Regions from separate parts of the Pan troglodytes genome. Here region 1 is linked to region 2. A link is a contact called in public Hi-C data. All regions are on one chromosome and are shown on one strand. Each heading gives the region's core, a stretch centred on a gene start, on an enhancer-like site or on the middle of the called end of the contact. The rest is flanking DNA. Distances are from core to core; before and after follow the strand shown. Region 1 overlaps RALY (RALY heterogeneous nuclear ribonucleoprotein). Region 2 holds the start of E2F1 (E2F transcription factor 1).

The links. Hi-C and Micro-C count contacts between places; a contact is called where the count stands out from the background.
Region 1: a Hi-C map of induced pluripotent stem cells shows a contact between it and region 2, with 1.9 times the contacts expected there. The contact joins the enhancer-like site here to the promoter of E2F1 in region 2. A contact is called at or near these places in 2 of 7 Hi-C or Micro-C datasets (induced pluripotent stem cells and stem cell-derived neural progenitor cells) and 1 of 1 datasets of contacts at active chromatin or transcription factors (stem cell-derived excitatory neurons).

What each region holds. Positions count from the first base shown.
Region 1 is chr21:40,272,378-40,277,840 of NHGRI_mPanTro3-v2.0_pri, forward strand. It overlaps RALY (RALY heterogeneous nuclear ribonucleoprotein), which reads left to right. Exons shown (of 10, transcript NM_001280425.1): 3 at 4,975-5,239. The coding sequence starts at 4,984. Among named protein-coding and RNA genes, the nearest start is that of EIF2S2, 42 kb to the right of the region's middle. Within about 2 kb of position 2,349, at least 2 of the 24 cell types and tissues checked have an H3K27ac peak or open chromatin away from gene starts, as enhancers often do. A contact at or near this core is called in induced pluripotent stem cells, where this site is marked.
Region 2 is chr21:39,891,674-39,896,979 of NHGRI_mPanTro3-v2.0_pri, forward strand. It overlaps E2F1 (E2F transcription factor 1), which reads right to left and starts at 3,791. Exons shown (of 7, transcript XM_003316862.6): 1 at 3,369-3,791. The coding sequence starts at 3,629.

The DNA.
Region 1 (5,463 bases), core at 1,099-3,598, 380 kb after region 2:
TATGTCAAACACCTCCTCACAGGGCTGTTGTGAGGGTTAAATACTGTAATACTGTGCAGCATTCAGTAATTAGTGGCCGTCCTTTTTTTTTTCTTCTTTTTTTTTTTTTTTTGACGGAAAGTCTCGCTCTGTCGCCTAGGCTGGAGTGCAGTGGCGGTGATCAAACAGTTCTCCTGCCTCAGCCTCCCAAGTAGCTGGGATTACAGACATCTGCCACCATGCCTGGCTAATTTTTTTTTTTTTAAAGTAGAGATGGGGTTTCACCATGTTAGCTAGGCTGGTCCTGAACTCCTAACCTCAAGTGATCCACCTGCCTTCGCCTCCCAAAGTGCTGGGATTATGGGCGTGAGCCACTGTGCCCAGCCAGTGGCTGTTGTTACTGTGACGGCTCTCTGGGTGTCTCATTTACCCAAAGATCAGAGGTACCTTTTAGGGCTTTTCTACCTTTGCAAACCCCTGCCACTTTTCTCTTTGCAAACCCCTGCCACTTTTCTCCATGTTCAGGCTTGTTTTTTGTTGAATTTGTTTTTGCCACATTTCTTCTACTCTTACTAGCCTGGAGAAGCAGGCCCATCCCTTTGAGCCGTAAATTGCATTTCAAAGCCTGTTTCACTAGTGGATTTTAATTAGCTTAAAAGGCCCAGCTTTTATGCAGCAATTGTTTCTCCTGCAGGTAAAGGTGAAGGCACTTATTGGGGAGCCAGTCCCCAGTTTTCTCAAAGATAGCTTTTTTCTTTCTTTTTTTTTTTTGAGACACTGTGCTCTCTCCCAGCTCCTCAGTGTCCTGGGGGCCTGTCTCTTACCAGCCCCAAATGAAAAATGGAATATAAGGACCCTAGACTTAGCGTCAGAGGACCCATGGGGTAATCTTGTCTCTGCTACTCACTAGCTGTAGCATCCTGGCCAAGTTTTTACTGTGGGTAAAACTTCTGTTCTGTTCTTCCGAGTAAGAGCATTTATAAGCTCCATGTGCGCACAGGTCTCTGCTCATCTGACATTGCAGAAGTCTCTAGGAATAAATTTGCTTCTCTCCTTTCCCCCAGCCACCAAGAACAATCCTTCTACCCACCTCTCCTCAGCTCATTGCTAAACCTAGGACCCCTGGGGGCTGCAGACACCTTGCTCTCAATTACACAGCTAATCTGTGAGGCAGAGCTTGGCCCAGGGCAGGAAATAGCTTACCAAGTGAAGTAGCTCCTGCTGAATGGATGTCAATATTTTCTAGGGCTGCCACTCTAAGCTAGGGGGTACCTTGAAAAGCATAGGAAGAATTGGGTGGGAGGGATTGAGTTGGTCTGTGGAAGTGGGTGTTTGGTTGAAAGATTAGAAAATGGTATCTGGGACCTCTGCCCTAGTGGTCCTAACCACTTAAGGCAGCCCACAGCTAGACCTTCTCACCACCTCCTGGGACATATGTTTAACCACTCCCTCCCTAACATTGATTGAACACTTACTGTGCCCCGAGTTTTGTCAGGCCTGCCCTATAACATTTGTAGGGCAGAGTAATAAGAGTACAAATAGAGACCCATGTACCATATGTTTAAACATTTGAAGGTTCTGAATGAAGCTAATAAATTGTGATGTTCCTAACAACCTGGAATACCATGTCTGAATTTAGAATTCTTGGACTCATTAGGATTCTGTACTTGAACCTGGCAGTTCAGGGAGACCTAGCCTGGCTCTACCTCCTTTTCATTCCCTTTCCCACCTCTATCCCTCACTTAGAGGAGCCTCATCAACATGTGTGTGGTCACTCAAGCCTTTGCACACCCCCACAGATACCTGTCTCCTTGGGCTGAGGGAGTCCACACAACTGTAGCACATCCCACTTTCCAAAGGAGTGTGCAGGGCATGAAAGTGGATAGGGGGCTGTTTAGACGAGGAGCTCAGAGGTTGGGTACCTAGCGCATGCCATAGGTGAGCATTTCTCCTTTTAACTGCAGATTTCTCACCCAGAGCAGCACTTGCAACCACATACATACACTTCCCAAGTCTCTCCTCTACAGATCAGAAAACTGATCTTCATATGCCATGGCTTCTGGCTGCCCCTCCTTGGCATTATACAGAATGTGTTCCACTGTGACCTTTACCCTCATCTAGAATGGGGTTCGCAGATGGCAGTATTGGAATAAAGAGGTGCAAGCCAGTGTAATTACAAGATCTTGTGAAGGGCTTTAGGGTTTGCAAAGTCCTTTTATGTACATCATTCCAAACCCAATGAGAGAAAAGACTGGCAGGGCCAAACCTTAAAAACTTGGCTCACCAGTCAAGGTGAGTACTGATCTCGTCACAATACCACGAACAGCTGTTCAGCAAATGCTTCCTGCTCAGTGGTGCTTGTGGCTCCCAGTAGAGGTCACTCTTTGTATCTCTATCCACACCCCAGGCTTGGTTGACTCCCTCTAGCCAAAGCAGGTGGCTTCTCCCTAGGCCAAAACTATAGCACTTTGAGCTGAACCACCTAGGAGAGAATCATCTGATGCCCACACAGGGGCCCTATTAACTTCTTGTATACCCGTGGATAGACAAGGAATTAACCCTTGAATGGCTTGTCATCCATGTAGGAGAGGGACTGTCAGCGAGAACTGTGAGGAATGGCAAGCCCATGGGAAAAACATGTATTGAGCATTTCCTGCCTCGTATGCACAGTGTGTTACTACCTTTGTGTCCCTCACTGCCTGATAAGTGTAGATGAGTGGAACCAAAGGCAAACTGAGTAACAAGAGTCTGTCTCTTTCAAAGTCAGTTCCAAAGCTGGCACCAGCCCCTTCATCAGTAGCAGTGATGGGACCCTCTCAGCCCCTTTCCTTTATCTGAGATAATGCACTGCTGACTCCAGTATATCCATTGGGTTCACTTTAAGCCTAACCCTGGGAGCAGTTTCTTCCCAAGTTGGGTTCAGGTCCAGCCTATGATTCCCTTGTAAACAGTACCACCTGCTGGTCAGAACGTGCCAGCTTCCAGGCTGGGAGGATTTAAGAGAAAAAGAGTCTCTTATCCCCTAGTGGGATAAGAGATACAGATGTATCTTTTCCAGTTCACTGAAAAGAAGTCCCCCCAAAATATTAGGTAAATAGGTTGGCAGACTGATGAAAGTTTTTATATATGCTATTTGGAGTCTTTTATCACCTGAAATGGCCTTAAGGTTAGGTTACTGAGATAGGAGGGTTCCAAAAGGGAGTGGCATCAACCTGTACCAATGAGCAGAAGACTGGGCCGGGAACTGCCAAGGCTTAACTTGAGGCTTTTCCTACTGAAATTGAGCTTCTCTCCTTTCCCCTTTCCTCTTGGAGCCTATGCCCAGCCGTAAACTGTACGGGAAAAATTTGTACAGCCCTTTGGGGTAAAAGACCTGGCCAGAATACAGAGAGCAAAGGGTAGGTGCAGTCTCATCTCTAAGCCAAACAGAACAAAATTTGAACGAGTTAGTATTAATATGGGTAACTAAAAAATAAATTTATTAAAAATAATTCTCAGGTGAATGTGCTGACTTTCTGTGGTATCTAAATTGGCTTTAGCTCTGGGAAGCAAAATGAAAAAGTTGAAAGAAATAGACTTTAGGGACAGACTGACCTGGGTGCGAATGCTCATTACTAGTAAGTTAATGAACTTGTCAATCAGTTTCTGCTAAAATATGAGTAATCATGACATTAACTTGTGGGATCTTGGGATTATTCAGTATTGTATACCACCCTTAGCCACAGCGAGTGCCTGGTGAGGCTTTGTATTAGTCCATTCTTGCACTGTTATAAAGAAATACCTGAGACTGGGTAATTTATAATGAAAAGTTTAATTGGTTCACAGTTCTGCAGGCCGTTCAGGCTTCTGCTTCTTGGGAGGCCTCAGGAAATTTACAATCATAGTGGAAGGCGACGGGGAAGTAGACACGTCTTCATATGGCCAGGGCAGGAGGAAAAGAGACAGTGGGAGGTGCTACACACGTCTAAACACCAGATCTCACGAGCAGTCACTCACTATCATGAGAGCAGCACCAGGGGGGAAATGCATGATTTCAGTCACCATGATCCAGTCACCTCCCACCAGGCCCCACCTCCAACACTGGGGATTACAATTAGACATGAGATTTGGGCGGGGACACAAATTCAAACCATTATCAGGCTTAGCTAGCATACCCTTTTCAAAATGGTTGGTAGCAATTCAGACAGGTCTGTGTCTGGATCAGACTAAGCAGTTTTCTTTTCCTTTTTTTTTTTTTAGACAGAGTCTGGCTCTGTCGCCCAGGCTGGAGTGCAGTGGCTTACTGCAACCTCCACCTCCCGGGTTCAAGCAATTTTCCTGCCTCAGCCTCCCGAGTAGCTGGGATTACAGGTACCCGCCACCACGCCTGGCTAATTTTTTGTATTTTTAGTAGAGACGGGGTTTCGCCATGTTGGCCAGGCTGGTTTCGAACTCCTGACCTTAGGTGATGCACCCGTCTCGGCCTCCAAAGTGCTGGGATTACAGTTGTGAGCCACCACGCCCGGCCCCTGCAATTTTCATCATATGGTGGTGGTCTAGAGTAAACATCACTTGCAAATACCATGTGACCATGGTTCTGCATTGAAGATCTTCAAATTTAGATCCTGAATGGGATAACATTTGAGATGAGCATTAAAGGAGTAGACTCAAAAGAATTAGAGTCAAGCAGATCAGGGGGTCAGATCCCAGCCCTGCCATTCACTAACATTGTGGTCTCTCTGAATGTGAGATTTCTCCCTTGTAAAATGTTGTGGTTCTGCATATCATGTGAGTAACAAATGAGGGAATGTATGTAAAGCGCCTGGCATGAGGTCAACAGCCAATATGTGGCAACTCTTGGTAATATGACAAGAAAACAAGATGCAGGAACAGGTAGGCTGGATGCTATAAGGGTTAAGGAAGGTAAGAGGCAATTCATTTATCCAGGATATGGGCCGTGGGCAGTCCTTGAGCCCAGCCCAGGGACCCAGCTTCACCGAGGCTCTTTTTCTTCAGGTGGGCACCATGTCCTTGAAGCTTCAGGCAAGCAATGTAACCAACAAGAATGACCCCAAGTCCATCAACTCTCGAGTCTTCATTGGAAACCTCAACACAGCTCTGGTGAAGAAATCAGATGTGGAGACCATCTTCTCTAAGTATGGCCGTGTGGCCGGCTGTTCTGTGCACAAGGGCTATGCCTTTGTTCAGTACTCCAATGAGCGCCATGCCCGGGCAGCTGTGCTGGGAGAGAATGGGCGGGTGCTGGCCGGGCAGACCCTGGGTAAGCCTCTCTTCACTATATTCTCCTAGTATTCTCTAGAATAGCTGCTATCACTATCCAGTTCTCAACCCCCTTCTCTCTTTCTCTCACCGCTACCACTGCTCTGAGATTTTATAAATTTATAAGCTATGTTTAAGTTTTAAGTAGTTATAAAATTAATCCCTATAGGGAAGAATTTTAGAAGCCTCTGGAAAACACTTCTGACCTGTCTCTGCTTTCTCAGA
Region 2 (5,306 bases), core at 2,541-5,040:
TTGAGTGGATGCCATTTCTGCCACTTCTCCCTAGATAAACACTGGCAGAGGGGCCCCGAAACGCAGGGGTGAAGACATTCACTGCTGAAAAAATCTGGATGACTCGAACACCCATCCATGAAGGGGGTCACGAAAGCTGTGGTTTGTTTAGCCCCTTGAATACCACGCAGCTGTCAAGGACCGAGGCAGGTTGACAAGAATCCCCTCACACATACAGACAAGCAAAACACTGTCACGGGGCGATATATTTATATGATCCCTTTTGGATTAAAAAGCTCATGAAACTTTTCTCTGGTTCAGTTTCTATTATTATAGAATACATTTCGGGGCAGCCTCTGGGAGGACTGTGGGAGACCAGTGCCATATCTGAATGGTGTGAATGATACAGGAAAAACTACAATTTTTAAAACTTTAAAAAACAAAAACTGTCACAACCACCACAAACAAAAATAGCCTTAGGGAAAAAAAGGAAAAAAATGAATAGGGCTGGGATCCTGCCGTCAACTTTCTAGTTTCTTAAGAGTTAAGTTTTTGGCCAGGCGCAGTGGCTCACGCCTGTAATCCTGGCACTTTGGGAGGCCGAGGCGGGCAGATCACTTGAGGTCAGGAGTTCAAGACCAGCCTGACCAATATGGTGAAACCCCATCTCTACCAAAAATACAAAAATTAGCCGGGTATGGTGGTGCACGCCGGTAGTCCCAGCTACTCGGGAGGCTGAGGCAGAAGAATCGCTTGAACCCAGGAGGCAGAGGTTGCGGTGAGCCGAGATGGCGCCACTGTACTCCAACCTAGGTGACAGAGCGAGACTTCATCTCAAAAAAAAAAAAAAAAAAAAAAAAAGAGTTAAGAGTTTTCAGCTGGGCATGGTGACTCACACCTGTAATCCCAGCACTTTGAGAGGCTGAGACAGTCAGATTGTCTGAACTCAGGAGTTCAAGACTAGCCTAGGCAACATGGCAAGACCCTCTCTCTACTAAAAATACAAAAATTGGCTGGGCATGGTGGTACACGCCTGTAATCCCAGCTACTCGGGAGGCTGAGGCACAGAATAGCTTGAACCTGGGAGGCAGAGGTTGCAGTGAGCCGCAATCACGCCACTGCACTCCAGTCTGGGTAACAGAATGAGACCCTGTCTCCAAAATAAATAAATAAATAAATAAAAAAGTTAAGTTTTCTACAATAAACATGTATTATAGTTATAATACTTGAGTTTGTGGAAGTGGACAGGCAGGGCCAAGAGGAATGGCTGAATTACACAGAGCCTCGTATACAGAATGCCTGCTGGTATAGAAGCTAAGCCTGTAGCTTATTTCAAGGACTGTGCCAGACAAATGCCAGTGCAGAGAGGCCAAAAGCCAAACCTGTGGACTTTCTGGACTTCAGTTCCAGAATGGTGCCAGCCTCCTGGCCCTTAAGTACACTGGGGGCCAGGGCTCCTTGTCTCTGGGCCTAGTGCCTCCTGGGCATTCACTAACTCAACAACTGTTGAATGAATGGAATGCCCAGGCCAATGAGCCTGCCCCTGACAGGTGGAGTGGAGGGCATTTTTCTTTGCCCCTGTCCCTCCCTTTGATCCTAGAACCCATAATCCTGTTCAGATCTTTGAGGACAAGACCCTCAGGTTGTTAGGTTTCCGCAGACCTGAGCCTTCTATAATGCTTGTCACACAGCTGAATGGAAGATGCTTGCCCAGGTCCCAAGTGGTACCCACAGGAACAGGCCCCTGGAGTACAGGAGACAGGCCACCTGGCCCACCCCTGGTACAACCCCCTCCCACCCACTCATTAAGAGGGAGGGCCCCTAAAAGCCCTTCTTGCCCTTTCTTCAACCTGTATCAGCATCCCCAGGAAGCAAGGCATCCCAGAGGTCAACCTCAGAGGAAACGCAGACTGCTCTCCCCACTCAAGAGCAGAATGACATGGGAAGATTCTAACATCTCTAGGCCTCAGCTTCCCAATCTGTAAAAAGGGACTGCTGCTGATGGGGTTAAATGAGTTAATTAAGTAAAGTGCTTGGCACAGAGCCTGGCACACAAGACATCCTCAAAACAATGGTGGCTGCTATTGTTATTATTATTAGTATTGTGGTGATTCCGGAAGGCAGCACTGGGCATGGGGCCAAGGGGGTTGGGGGAGCCTCCTCAGGATGCCTCAGGGACCAGCTGCCACCCACACCCCCATCAGCAGTTAGGCAGCTTCTACCTCCTTGTCCTGAGTCCTGCCTCACCCCTCCCACTTGCTCCAAGTTCCCTGCTGAGACCCCATCCTGCCTGGCCAGACCCCGCCTGCACACCAGAGCCCCACCTTCACCCATAGGCTGCGCCAGTCAAACTGGTCTCCACACCCTGCCCTGTGCCCCACAGTTCCCAGCTCCAGGCTTCTACGCCTCCAATCCCTTCTCCCACTGGAATTCAGCCGCCTCTTCTGGGCCCTCCAGTCTGAATTGGTCTTGAGCTCAGCGATCAGGGAGGGCTTTATTAAAGGATCTCCCTGAGACATTTTCTCTCCTGGCACTGGGGGCCTCCTCTCCAGCTCCCAGAGGCCCAGCCCACCTAGTCCTTCTACAGAGACTCAGGGGTCGGCCTGCCTGATTAATGAGGTTCCATGGCAACCAGGGCCCGGGAGGGTGGAGGGTGGCAGATGGAAGGACAGGCAGAGGGAGGGGATCAGCAGCTGGTCCAGCTGCCCCGCCCCTGCAGAGAAGGCCTCCCAGCCAGGAGGGCTGTCCCCAGAGGCCTGGCCGGCCAGGCCTGCACCTGGCAGTCAGCATCGAGGCAGGAAGGAGGGTCTCCTCAATGGCTCACCAACGGTTAGGCCCCAGGACTTTCCTCCGCCCCGCCTTCACTTCCCCTAGCAGCTGTGCTCACTACCGAGATGCAAATTCTGAGCTGAAGCCAGCAGGCCTCAGTTCAAATCCCAGCCCCACCACCTGCAGCCGTGTGACCAGGGGCAAGTCACTTTCCCTCTCTGGGCCTCAGTTCCTCCTCCGTCAGATGGGCACAGTGACAACACAGCTCACAGCGGGGTTGTGAGCTTTAGCTGGCTTGAAGTCGCCCAAAGGCCTGGCATGCAGTAAACGCCAGTTGAATACACGTGGGCTATTATTATCACTGAGTCCGACGCTGGGGAGGCTCCGGTGAGGAAGCTGAGGCGCAGAGCACAGAGCAGCAAACAGGGACCGGCCCGAGGTCACCCCGCACCCCAGGGCGGGGCCCGGAGGCCCAACCCCGGCTCTGCACCGCCCAGCCTGGGCGCCTCAGTCAACCCCTCCCCCGCCCCCTGCCGCCTCCAGGCCAAACACGGCGCCCTCCCGGGTCTGCGCGGGGGGCACAGGCGGCGCTGTCGGCGCGGCGTCCCTGGGGTCCGTACCGGCGGGCGGCCGAGCGCGGGGCGCGGCGCACTGGGTGTGGGCCGGGGCGCCTGCGGTGTGGCGAAGAGCAGCAGGTCAGGGTCGCAGGGGCCGGCAGCGGGCGCCGCGGGGCCGGTGGGAGCCGGCGGGGCGCTGGCGTCCTGCGCGGCGGAGATGATGACGATCTGCGAGGAGTCGAGCAGCCGCAGCGCGCCGGCCCCGAGCAGGGCCTCCAGCGCCGGCGCGCATGGGCCGCCCGCAGGGGCCCCGGCCAAGGCCATGACGCTCACGGCCCGCGCGGCCCGGGTGACAGGCGGCGACGGCGGCGCGGGCCCATGGCGGCAGGCCTCGGCGAGGGCTCGATCCCGCTCCGCCCCCGGCCGCCGCTGCCTGCAAAGTCCCGGCCACTTTTACGCGCCAAATCCTTTTTGCCGCGAAAGAGCCACGAGCCGCCGAGCGCCGCCACAATTGGCTGCCCCGGCCGTGACGGGAACAACGGCGGCGGTTCCTATTGGCTTTAACGCGCCGGACCCGGCGGCGAGGGGCGGGATGGGGCGGCGGCGCGGGGCGGTGCGGCCAATGGCGGGGCGGGGCGCGCGCAGGCTTTGTCCGGATGGTACCAGGCGCGGTCTGACTCCCCGCCCCCAGCCCGGGCGTCCCCTGCTGGAGGCGTGGGGACACGGGAACACAGGCCCCGCCCCGCCCCGACGCTCCCGCATCCCACTGACCTTTCTATAGTGCAGGTTCAGAACAGAGCCTCTCTTCTGCACGTGACCCTCAACCTGTAGCCCCCAACAGCCTCAGCTTAGATTTCCAGAGACTGTCCCCTCTTCTTTTCAGGATCATCAGTTCCACAGCCCAGCCATCAGCCTCCTCTTCCATCCTCAACTTGCCTCACCCATGACATTATCCTAATCCTGCACCCAGCCCTATCCCGCTCACCCAGAGCCCAAGCTGAAGAGCGGTGCCTGGAAATGGCGAGGGGGACGTCGGGCTTTCCTGCAAGTCCCATTTTAGCCAAAATCTCCAACAGCCAACGTATAGCATCTGCTTGAACTCATTCATTCCCTCACTCATTCAACAAACGTTTGGAGAGCTTGCTCTGTGCCCCATCCTTAATTCGTGGCCCTAAGGAGCTCACAGTCCAGTAGACAGGGGAACAGAAAGGTAACAGACGTTTACAATACGATGAAGCGGCGTCTGGGCGCGGTGGCTCACCCCCGGAATCCCTGTAATCAGCTGGCGGGGTGGATCGCATGAGCCCAGGAGTTCGAGACCAGCCTGATCAACATGGTGAAGACCCATCTCTACAAAAAATACAAAAATTAGCCAGGCATGGTGGCGTGTGCCCGTAGTCCCAGCTACTTGGGAGGCTGAGGTGGGAGGATTGCTTGAGCCCGAGAAGTCGAGGCTGCAGTGAGCTATGATCATGCCACTGCACACCAGCCTGGGCGACAGAGCGAGATCCTGTCTCTAAAACAAAAAAAGAAAACACATCACTTCTAGGGAGCCCTCCCAAGGATTTACTCACTTCCTCTATTGCCCACTGCTGCCTCTGCTCCAATACTGACCACACACACTCCTTTTCTCCATCTGCCTCCCCTGCCAATCTAGGAGCTCAGTAGCGACTCCTCCCAACACTGGTCTGGCCCAGAGCAGGCGCTGAGAAACGTTATGAAAGAAACAGAGGCTAAGCCAGAGGCTGCCTAGACTGTGACAAGGAGACCACGGTTCTGCAAGGGTGGTCCTTAGGCCACTGGCTTCAGAACCACGTGGTCACTTGCTAATTTTGGGCCCACCCTGGCCTTGCCAATTTAAAATCTCTAGGTGCCCAGGAATCTGCATTTTAACAATGCCATGTCCCCTTTCCAGGTGATATTTGTTATTCTTTTTCTTTTTTCTTTCTTTCTTTTCTTTTTTTTTTTTTGACACTTAGGGAATTAGAAAAGCCAGTATCT